Linked DNA regions of Rattus norvegicus: region 1 is linked to region 2. A link is a contact called in public Hi-C data. All regions are on one chromosome and are shown on one strand. Each heading gives the region's core, a stretch centred on a gene start, on an enhancer-like site or on the middle of the called end of the contact. The rest is flanking DNA. Distances are from core to core; before and after follow the strand shown.

Region 1 (4,759 bases), core at 3-2,502, 160 kb after region 2:
TCAGCTGAGTACCACCCGGTCTTCACCACCCACTAACGTCTCTTTTTCCCCCGTAGTTTTTGGAAACAGGGTCTCAGTAGCCTAGGCTAGTCTCAGACTTGTGGGGGTGCCACAAGTCTTCTGAGTTACACGTGGGCGAAAGGCCGACATTTGTCAAGTTCTCTCCATCCCCGGACTCCGTGGTGATGGGAACATGGAACCAATGGTGGAGGGTCCTAACTGTTTGCAATCATGGGGTAAACCTACCTGCTTCCGGGACACATTCACTAACTAGCTACAAATAGGTGAGATTGGCATTTCCTTATTTTTGCTGTGGTTTGACTTTAATCGTTATATGTCTGAAAACACTTTGCGGCGGGAAGGGTGGTTAAGGCTTCCCTCCCCTGGCAGAATGATCTATTTTCTTTCTTGATCCTCTCTACTGTTCACCGTTGTACTTCTCTGTTAGCACAAGTTTAAGTAAATACGGCCCTGGCTCCAGGTCTGCCCTGCACTGTATATCTTAAGTTTCAGACGTGATTCTGTCACCCTGGTTCTTATTTTTGGGAACCAGGATTCCCAGATGGGGGTCTCCGTTCCTCAACCAAGAAGACCAGCAAAGCAGAAGAGGAGGAAGTTCTGATCAGACAGTCCTCCTCCCCAGCGGTCTGGCGGGAATTTTTGGAATGAATCGTGGATTACTCAAAATTCCTCACTCGGGGGTGGGACTCCAGAGGGGAGGGCTGGGACCTGAACGTGTCTGTCAACGCTATACTTTAAAAGCCCACACTGGGGTTGGGGATTTAGCTCAGTGGTAGAGCGCTTGCCTAGGAAGTGCAAGGCCCTGGGTTCGGTCCCCAGCTCCGAAAAAAAGAACCAAAATAAATAAATAAATAAATAAATAAATAAATAAATAAATAAAAATAAAAGCCCACACTGGGCGAATTTTGAAGCCACGCCCAGGCCAGCACCGACTCCGATCCCTCCCGCGTCACTCACCCCGGAGTTACACCCCACGTCGAGCCCTAGGATCGGCCTCCTCTCGGGACCCTCGGGAGGGAAGAGCTGTCGAAGAAGCTCCGGGGGCAGAAGGCGGAGCCTTTGCTCGGGAGGGTGGAAGCGGGAATAATGAGGGAAATTTCCGAACGGCGCGGCCCCAGGCTTCAAAGCTGCCGGGTCGTCTTCCTCCACAGCCTCTTCAACGCCCCCTTTGGACAATTCCTGGGTTGCCGCCATCACCCTCGGTCCCCGGGTCGGAGCGGAACCGGAAGTCTGGAGCCTGCGGCGGGAGAGGGGGAGCGCTGCGCCAGCGCGCGTGCGCCTAGGATAGAGATCGGAAACACGTTGAGACTAGGCAGATGAGAAGACTCCCGTGCCCAGTTTGGGCTTTTGGTATCCTATTGGAGGCTGTGATCTTCCCCTCTTAAGGGGCTTGCCCAAGCTGAGGTTGAACCTTGGGCCACTGACCAAAGCAAGGTGTTTGTGGGAGTCTTGGAAATGAAGTCGGTCCAAGTTCCTTTCTTTTCAGATGCACAAAGCGAGCTGAAAAGGAGAAAAATTCCTTGTCTTGGGAGTGCATGTGGCCTGTGACAGGCCACACAATGATAATGTATACCGTGACACAGGAGTTTGAGTCTGGTTTAGTAAAAGGTGGATCACCTGAGGTGCCCCAGGGGAGACAGACATAACTATAGACTTCACTCCAGAGGATGGACTTGCAACATTGATACTTTTCAGCTGTGAATCTCCTGAATTTATCAAAAATCCTGGTGCACTGTTCAGTAAACACTTGTTGAATGAAAGCTATACAAGATGCAAATACGTGACTAAGCCGTATCTGTTTGGGAAGAAATAAAATGGAAGGGAGAAAGGAGTTAAATTGAAAGAGATGTGTTGAGATAAACTTAGATCAAAAGTGGGCCAAGGGCTGCAAAAACGGTTCAGTCAGGAAATGCTTGCCGGGTAAGCATGTGGACCTGAGTTCGGATCCCAAACACCCACATAAAAAGCGGGTGTAATGGTGTATGCTTGTAATCCCAGAGCTGTGGAAACAGAAGCTAGAGCTTCTCTGGAGTTTGCTGGCTAGCCAGCCTCGCTGTGTTGGTGATCTCGAGGCTCATTAGATTCTGTCTCAAAAGATAAGGTGGAAAATGATCCAAGAAGACCCCTGCCATCTGACTCTGGTCTCCACACATGTGTACACAGGCTAGGAAATGGTAACACTTAAAAAACGTTCTAAAGGGATTGGGGATTTAGCTCAGTGGTAGAGCGCTTGCCTAGCAAGGGCAAGGCCCTGGGTTCAGTCCCCAGCTCCGAAAAAAAGAAAATAAAAAAAAACTTTCTAAGTGTGGTCTAGGGTGGGGGAAGCTGGTGAGGAGGGAGACTGAGGAGTCAGGCTGCCTTAGTCCCTGTTCTATTGCTGTGAAGAAACAGGTAACCATGGCAACTCTTATTTAAAAAAGATTAATTGGAGGCTTGCTACAGTTTCAGAGGTTTAGTCCATCATCATTATGGTGGGAGGCAGTAGCTGAGAGCCAGATCCTGACCCATAGGCAAAAGAGAGACTCTGGCCTGTGCCTGGGCTTTTGGAACCTCAAAGCCCACCTCCAGGGCACACTTCCTCCAACAAGGCCACACCCCCTAATCCTTCCAATCTTTTCAAAGAACGCCACTCCCTGGTGACTAATCATTCAAATATATGAGCTTATGGGGGCCATTCCTATTCAAACTATCTCAAAGAAGCCCAGGTTTCTGCTCCAGGTTTTCAAAGAAGCCCAGGTTTCTGCTCCAGTTCTGTGAAGAACCGGTTTCAGGCAGTTGCAGCAGCTCCTGGGAGTTCGTTCTGAACTCTGCTTGACTGGATTTTATGGCATCTTATCAGACGCTTCTCTGGGTCTGGGGTCCGAACTAATGGTAGAGGGGTGTCCTCTGTGAGGGGGGAAAAACCTGAACCACCAAGTTATAAACATCAAACAATAGAAGAGAAAATTTACTTATAATAATCGCACAGTTTAAACATTAGCATTTATCAGAACCATCATAAAAGATTCCCATAATAGGAGGCTTAATTAGCAATGTTTGTATTAGGATATTACTTAACTCCAGTTTTTGCTGAATGCTATTCTATCTCCATGTGCGTGTGCATGCGTGTGCCTGTGTGCACGTGCATGTCTGTGTGTGTCTCCCCTCTCCCCCTCCCTCCTCTTCTTCTCTCTCTCTCTCTCCCCCCCGAGACCGAGGTTCTCTGTGTAGCCTTGGCTGTCCTGGAACTCACTCTATAGACCAGGCTGGCCTTGAAATCAGAGATCCACCTGCGTTTGTCTCCCCAGTTCCAGGATTAAAGGTCTGCACCACCACTGCCCAGCACCAGACCTTATCTTAAAACTGATGATGCCTAGCTCATCTGTCATAAGGCCTTGGGTGTTCAGCGTGTGTGTGTGTGTGTGTGTGTGTGTGTGTGTGTGTGTGTGTGTGTAATAGCTCACACAGTTGTTACAATTATATGTGCTGTATTGTCAATAGGATAAACTTGCTTCCTTGCTGTCAGTATGCAAGGGAACTCTTTGCTCATAACTTTGCGTGGCTGATGACTGGGAAACTTTTCTTCAGACCAGAGTCTGGCTCTGTGTGTGCTAAAACCTTGACTCTTCTCCACTCCCACAGACTTCCAGTCCAAGGTGTTGTTGGACACGTTTAAAACCCTAACCTGACCTAGATGTGTACATGCAGGCCACAACCCCAGGTGATTCATAGGGTGGGTGGGTAGAGCACACAGGAAAGTGTTTCTACACATGTGCACTGAGTGCCCTGTGCCGGTGACTAGACAGACGCAGCATTGACAGCCCTTCCTGGAGTATATTCCCAATTCCCTTACCTTTGCTGGAAGCCAGAAACGCCCATGGCCCTTGCTGCGTCGTACAATACTGGGAGAAAGGTGACTGAGGGGTATAAGCTGCCGTAAACAACGGCAACGGTTTCTGAAATGGTACAAAACCCAGTGAGTTTCGGAGCACTGCTAGAGCCCTGCTTTTGCCCTTCCCAGGATCCACACTGAGTGCCGTTTAAATGAAGAAGCACCTCACCTCTCACACTATTGGTGGGAGTGTGAGGCAGTGCCCCCATAAAGAGAAACAGTGTGGAAGTTGCTCAAAACCTTCAAAATGGGGCCAGCGAGAGGGTTCAGCAGGTACTGAGACGCTTGCCTCCAGCCAATGAACTCAGTTGGATCCCCAGGACCAGCAGGGTGTAGGAAGAAAGAACTAACTGCACAAGTTGTCCTCTGACTGTCACACACAGGCTGTGGCACATTCCCACACACACACACACACACACACACACACACGCACACACACACATGCACACACACATACACACACACACGCGCACACACACACACATTCACACACAGGCTGTGGCACATTCACACACACACACATACACACATGCACACAAACACTTTTTAAAAAGCAATTTTTAAAAAGTTAAAAATGGAATTCTCAGCCTGGTGTGCTGGTGCACACCTTTTAATCCCAGTGGTAGGGAGTCAGAGGCAGGAGGATATCTATGAGTTTGGTGCCAGGCTGGTCTACAAACTGAGTTCCAGTCCAGCCAGGGCTACATAATGAGATCCTGTCTCAAAATAAATAATAACAGAATTCTCAGCCAGGGGAGGTGCTGCGTAAATCCCAGCATGCAGAGAGCGCTGAGGCAGGGTGGTTGCTGTGAGTATGAGGCCAGCCTGGGCCAGAAAGCAAGACCCTGTCACAAACAGAAAAAGGAA
Region 2 (4,183 bases), core at 828-3,327:
CAAGCCCTGGGCCAGCTCCAGTTCCCTTCCTTCCTCTGCCCCAGCCCTGCCCAGTTCTCGTGGCGGTGTCCAAGCTGGTCCAGGCAGGCCCTGGTCTGATCAGCAGTGCTCTCCCCGTTCAAGGTCCGTGAGCGCTTTGTGTGCGACTCAGCCTTTGAGCAGATCACCCTGGAGTCGGAGCGGATCCGGCTCTTTCGAGAGTTCCTGCAGGTGCTGGAGGTAAGATACTTGGCCACCCTCATCTATGTACCTTGGAACTCCTAGGCCTGCATGAGACCTTCAGTAGCTTGTCACCATGAAGGCCCTTTTACCTGCCCAGCCAAGGAAGGGGAGGGCTGAGGGTGCCCTAGAATAGACAGAAAGCAAGGTTCTTTTACCTCTCCCTCTGCCTCTAGCAGACTGAATGCCAGCACCTCCACACCAAAGGCCGAAAGCATGGCAGAAAGGGCAGGAAACACCATCGCAAGCGTTCGCACACCCCCTCAGTGAGTCGGCAGGTAGAGGGACATGGGTGAGGCGGGACTGTTTCATACAAATTAAACACATCTTTCCCTATACATTACCTCCTTGGCTCTGGACTCCCTGTCCCCAGTTCCCAGATGAGGGCTTCTGGAAGACAGAACCTCTGGGCTGACCGGTATCTACTCATCTGCCCAGGGCTCTGAGTCAGATGAAGAGGAGCTGCCCCCACCATCCCTCCGGCCCCCCAAGCGGAGGCGGCGGAACCCTTCAGAATCTGGCTCTGAGCCTTCCTCCTCACTTGATTCAGTTGAAAGTGGGGGTGCTGCCCTTGGAGGACCAGGCTCCCCATCTTCCCACCTTCTTCTTGGGTCAGGTAAGCAGTTTCTAGGAGCCTGGGAGCTGGAGTAGAGACCCCTGAGGCTTGTCCGGGATTGGGAGGGTCTCGCTGTGTAGCAAGACTTCCTGTCCCTGCCCAGGCAAGGATCTAGGTGAAGGAAGGAAAGCCAGACTCGGCCTTCCTCAGACCACATCTACAAAGAATGTACAGGCAGAGGGTGAGCCTTCTTTTCCTCCCAGCGGGGCTCAGCATGGAGGTTTGTTTTTTGTTTTTTGTAAACCTGTAGATCATGGTCTTCGGAAAACCAAGAAACCAAAAAAGAAAACTAAGAAAAGAAGACACAAGTCGGTGAGTGGAGGAGTCGTCTCGAGGCCCTGCAGTCATTTCACCTGCCTCCCAGCTGTGCCGCTCAACTGCTGAGATGGGCTCTGAACTCTTACAGACCAGTCCGGACAGTGAGACGGACCCCGAAGACAAAGCCGGTAAGGAGAGTGAAGACAGAGAACAGGAACAGGACAGGGAACCCCGGCAGGCAGAGCTCCCTAACCGTTCCCCAGGCTTCGGAATCAAGAAGGAGAAGGTGAATGGGAGGACCTGGCTTTCGCCCCAGCCTGTGACACACTGTCCAAGGGGCTCAGGTAAGTCACACCTTTGCTCAACAGACAGGCTGGGACACATCGGAAAGCGAGCTGAGTGAGGGGGAGCTGGAGAGGCGAAGGCGGACACTCCTACAACAGCTGGACGACCACCAATGACCCCACGAGCTACTCTGCCTTGGGACTTCGTGAGGCAATGGCTTCAGGGTGGCCTCAGCATCTGCCTCAGACTCCTTCGTCTGTCTGGTCTGTGTCCACTTTCCCTACAGTAGCCCACCCCAACGCACTGCCGTGAGCGCCTCTCGAGGTTGCTCTTGGTGTTCAAGGGTCCCCTAGTTCTCAGACAACTAGTGCAGTCCTTGCCCTCAGCCCCAGACCAGAGACGGGCAGTCTATACCACATGGGGTGGGTGATGCCAGTAGATAGTGTGAGAAGGGGTCTCCCAGGAAAGAGACAGGCTGGTTGGACACAGCCTGGGTGGCCGAGGGCAGGGTCCTCACCCTCTAGCATCAGTGCCTGCTCTTGCCTGACCTGGTCCTGGGGCTCTACCACTGCTTCCTCTCCCTTGGGACCCGATGTATGTGTTCTGTTTTGTTTTTTAAATAATATTTATAACATGATCTACGACTTTGTCCACTTCCTGTGCTATCCACTGGGGACCAGCAGAGGGCACCACTGTTCTGACAGCTTTCTCCCTGTGTTGTTAAAGCCCACACAGCTAGGCCCCTCTGACACCTAGACTCATCACTCCTGAAATGGAGGAAAACACTTCCTACCCACACTCATCCTCGTGGCCACCCTACCTGATGCAGAGAAGACAGCGTGGTGCACACGACTTTGTTGAGAGGTCTGGGGTTTATGTACAAGGAAGGAAATGGTACATGTACAAGACAAAGTGCCCTGCATTCCCTTCCAGGGTCAGGAAGCCCAGCAGGGAATTGAGCAGTCAGTCTGTGAGGCTCCTCTGTTGCCCGTTCCTGGGCCAGAATCCACAGGCTGAGGAAGGTGAGCCTGCTGGCACATCCTTCCTCTAGCAATCTTGGAGCTGGTACAGACAGTGCTTCTGCTCTTCAGTCAGTGGGAAGACAGTGGGCAGGGTGGGGTCCAGGCCCTTCCTGTCATTGTTTGGAGCAGGAAGTGCCCATCCAGAGGGTGGCCACCAGGGGTCAGCTGGTCCCACTGCCACCCACTCTCCATGTTAAACGTTAGCCCTTCCCTTTCCACTTTTGAAAGCCTCAAATCTTCTCCCACAACACTTTGGTTTTAAGGAAGTGGAGCAAGAAGCTCCTGCAGTACAATATTGGCAGAGTCCAAGGGTCCATCAATCTGAACACTCTCTAGACTAGTGCTGTGTGTGTGTGCTGGGGGCGGGGCGATCAGTATTTCTCATGGGATGTACATCCTCCTCCTCTTATCCCATGAGACTCTAGGGGAGAGACTGTGTACCCTCAATGAGCTGAAGTTGGAAGTGGTTTTTCCCAGCCCTGAACTGACCCCTTCAGGAACTGAAGTTGAAGACTGGGGGCAAAGTGCACTTTGCGGGTGGGGCACTAGGAGAATGCTAGGCCCCTACAGACCTAGTGCCCACAGTGGCACAGGGACGAGTCAGCCTTAGAGCTGGAGCAGCTGCAGCTGGGACAACATAGCCTTCTGCCGGGCCCTGGGCTTTGGGTTCACTGTCCACGTCTGCAGGACTCTGAGAATTATAGTACTCCTGCCTCCAAGAGGATCTCAATGGGGACCTGGAGCCCGAGGAGGGCCACTGGGTGGTACAGCACTCACTCCTGGCTTGGCTGTGAGTGACCATGGGTTGATGATGGTTGAAGCCTGTGGGGAAAACAAGCGCATGAACAGTGAACAGGCAGGGAGACTGAGCAGGACAGCACCTGAGGAAGTAGTCATCCATGAAGAAGGTAAGGGAGGATCTTGGAGGGAGGCTTAAGGACCAGCTAGAAAAACTGCTGGAGCTCTTTTCAGAGGATAGCATAGGAAACTAAAGACCACCCAGGAAAAGACTGTAAGTCAACTAGATGTCAAGTAGCAGAGGTCAAAGGACATCTATCCTTGAATAGGAGCTACTGCCAGAGCTCTTAGGAGGGCCCTAAGGGAGCCCAGGACCCAAGATATCTTGGGTCTGTGAATGGAGCCTCAGTAATACAAATCATTAGGTCTTGCCTGCTCTGGCATAGCTCCCAACCCTGGCCCAGAGACACCTTAGCCCTTGGATCTTAGTAGCTAGGACAAATTAGTGGGGGGGGACACATGCAGGGATACGCTGTGTTTCTCAGATCATGCAGCATGCAAAGTGTGTCTCCATCACTGGGAGACGCTACCAGTGATTCCAAGGCATGAGAGGGCAGCTGTAGTGCCCAGTACCTGTCAGGGCCCTGTGAGGGCTAACAGTTTGACTCATCATGGTGAGCTGCATCACAGAAGAAGCGTGAGCCCCGCTTGGCAGTACGGGCCGTGAAAGGGACACTCTTCAACACTATGGCCCAGGAGAGACATTGATCAGGTTTTGTGGGGAAATAGACTAGGAAGAATGGCCAAAAGGGGGTTAGGTCAGGCCCTAGGAATTAGGCCCAATGGACAAATGTCCCACCTGTAATGATGTCCTCAATGGCACCATCCTTCCCCTCGTAAACAGGCCGGTGTTCCTTAGCTTGGCGCCGCCTCAGCTCTGCAATCAGCTCCTGCTGCTGCCATTTGTTCCGCTGGGATGGAGTCTAAGGCCAGATATTAGAAGGGGAAGGAAGTCATCACTAACCCAACAAGCAACTGGTTCCTG

What was found. A called contact is a pair of places that touch in the nucleus more often than the background predicts.
Region 1: a contact with region 2 is called in a Hi-C map of Schwann cells, with 6 times the contacts expected there. The contact joins the promoter of Bcdin3d here to the enhancer-like site in region 2. A contact is called at or near these places in 7 of 12 Hi-C or Micro-C datasets (the A7r5 cell line, Schwann cells, frontal cortex and 4 more).

Annotation. Positions count from the first base shown.
Region 1 is chr7:132,487,746-132,492,504 of GRCr8, forward strand. It overlaps Bcdin3d (BCDIN3 domain containing RNA methyltransferase), which reads right to left and starts at 1,253. Exons shown (of 2, transcript NM_001108751.1): 1 at 979-1,253. The coding sequence starts at 1,215.
Region 2 is chr7:132,330,899-132,335,081 of GRCr8, forward strand. It overlaps Prpf40b (pre-mRNA processing factor 40 homolog B), which reads left to right. Exons shown (of 25, transcript NM_001134583.1): 20 at 124-219; 21 at 399-485; 22 at 658-835; 23 at 1,086-1,147; 24 at 1,242-1,379; 25 at 1,462-2,014. The coding sequence ends at 1,554. Fmnl3 (formin-like 3) reads right to left here. Exons shown (of 26, transcript NM_001399766.1): 25 at 3,998-4,121; 26 at 2,232-3,222. The coding sequence ends at 2,957. Among named protein-coding and RNA genes, the nearest start is that of Prpf40b, 14 kb to the left of the region's middle. Within about 2 kb of position 2,078, at least 30 of the 93 cell types and tissues checked have an H3K27ac peak or open chromatin away from gene starts, as enhancers often do. A contact at or near this core is called in Schwann cells, where this site is marked.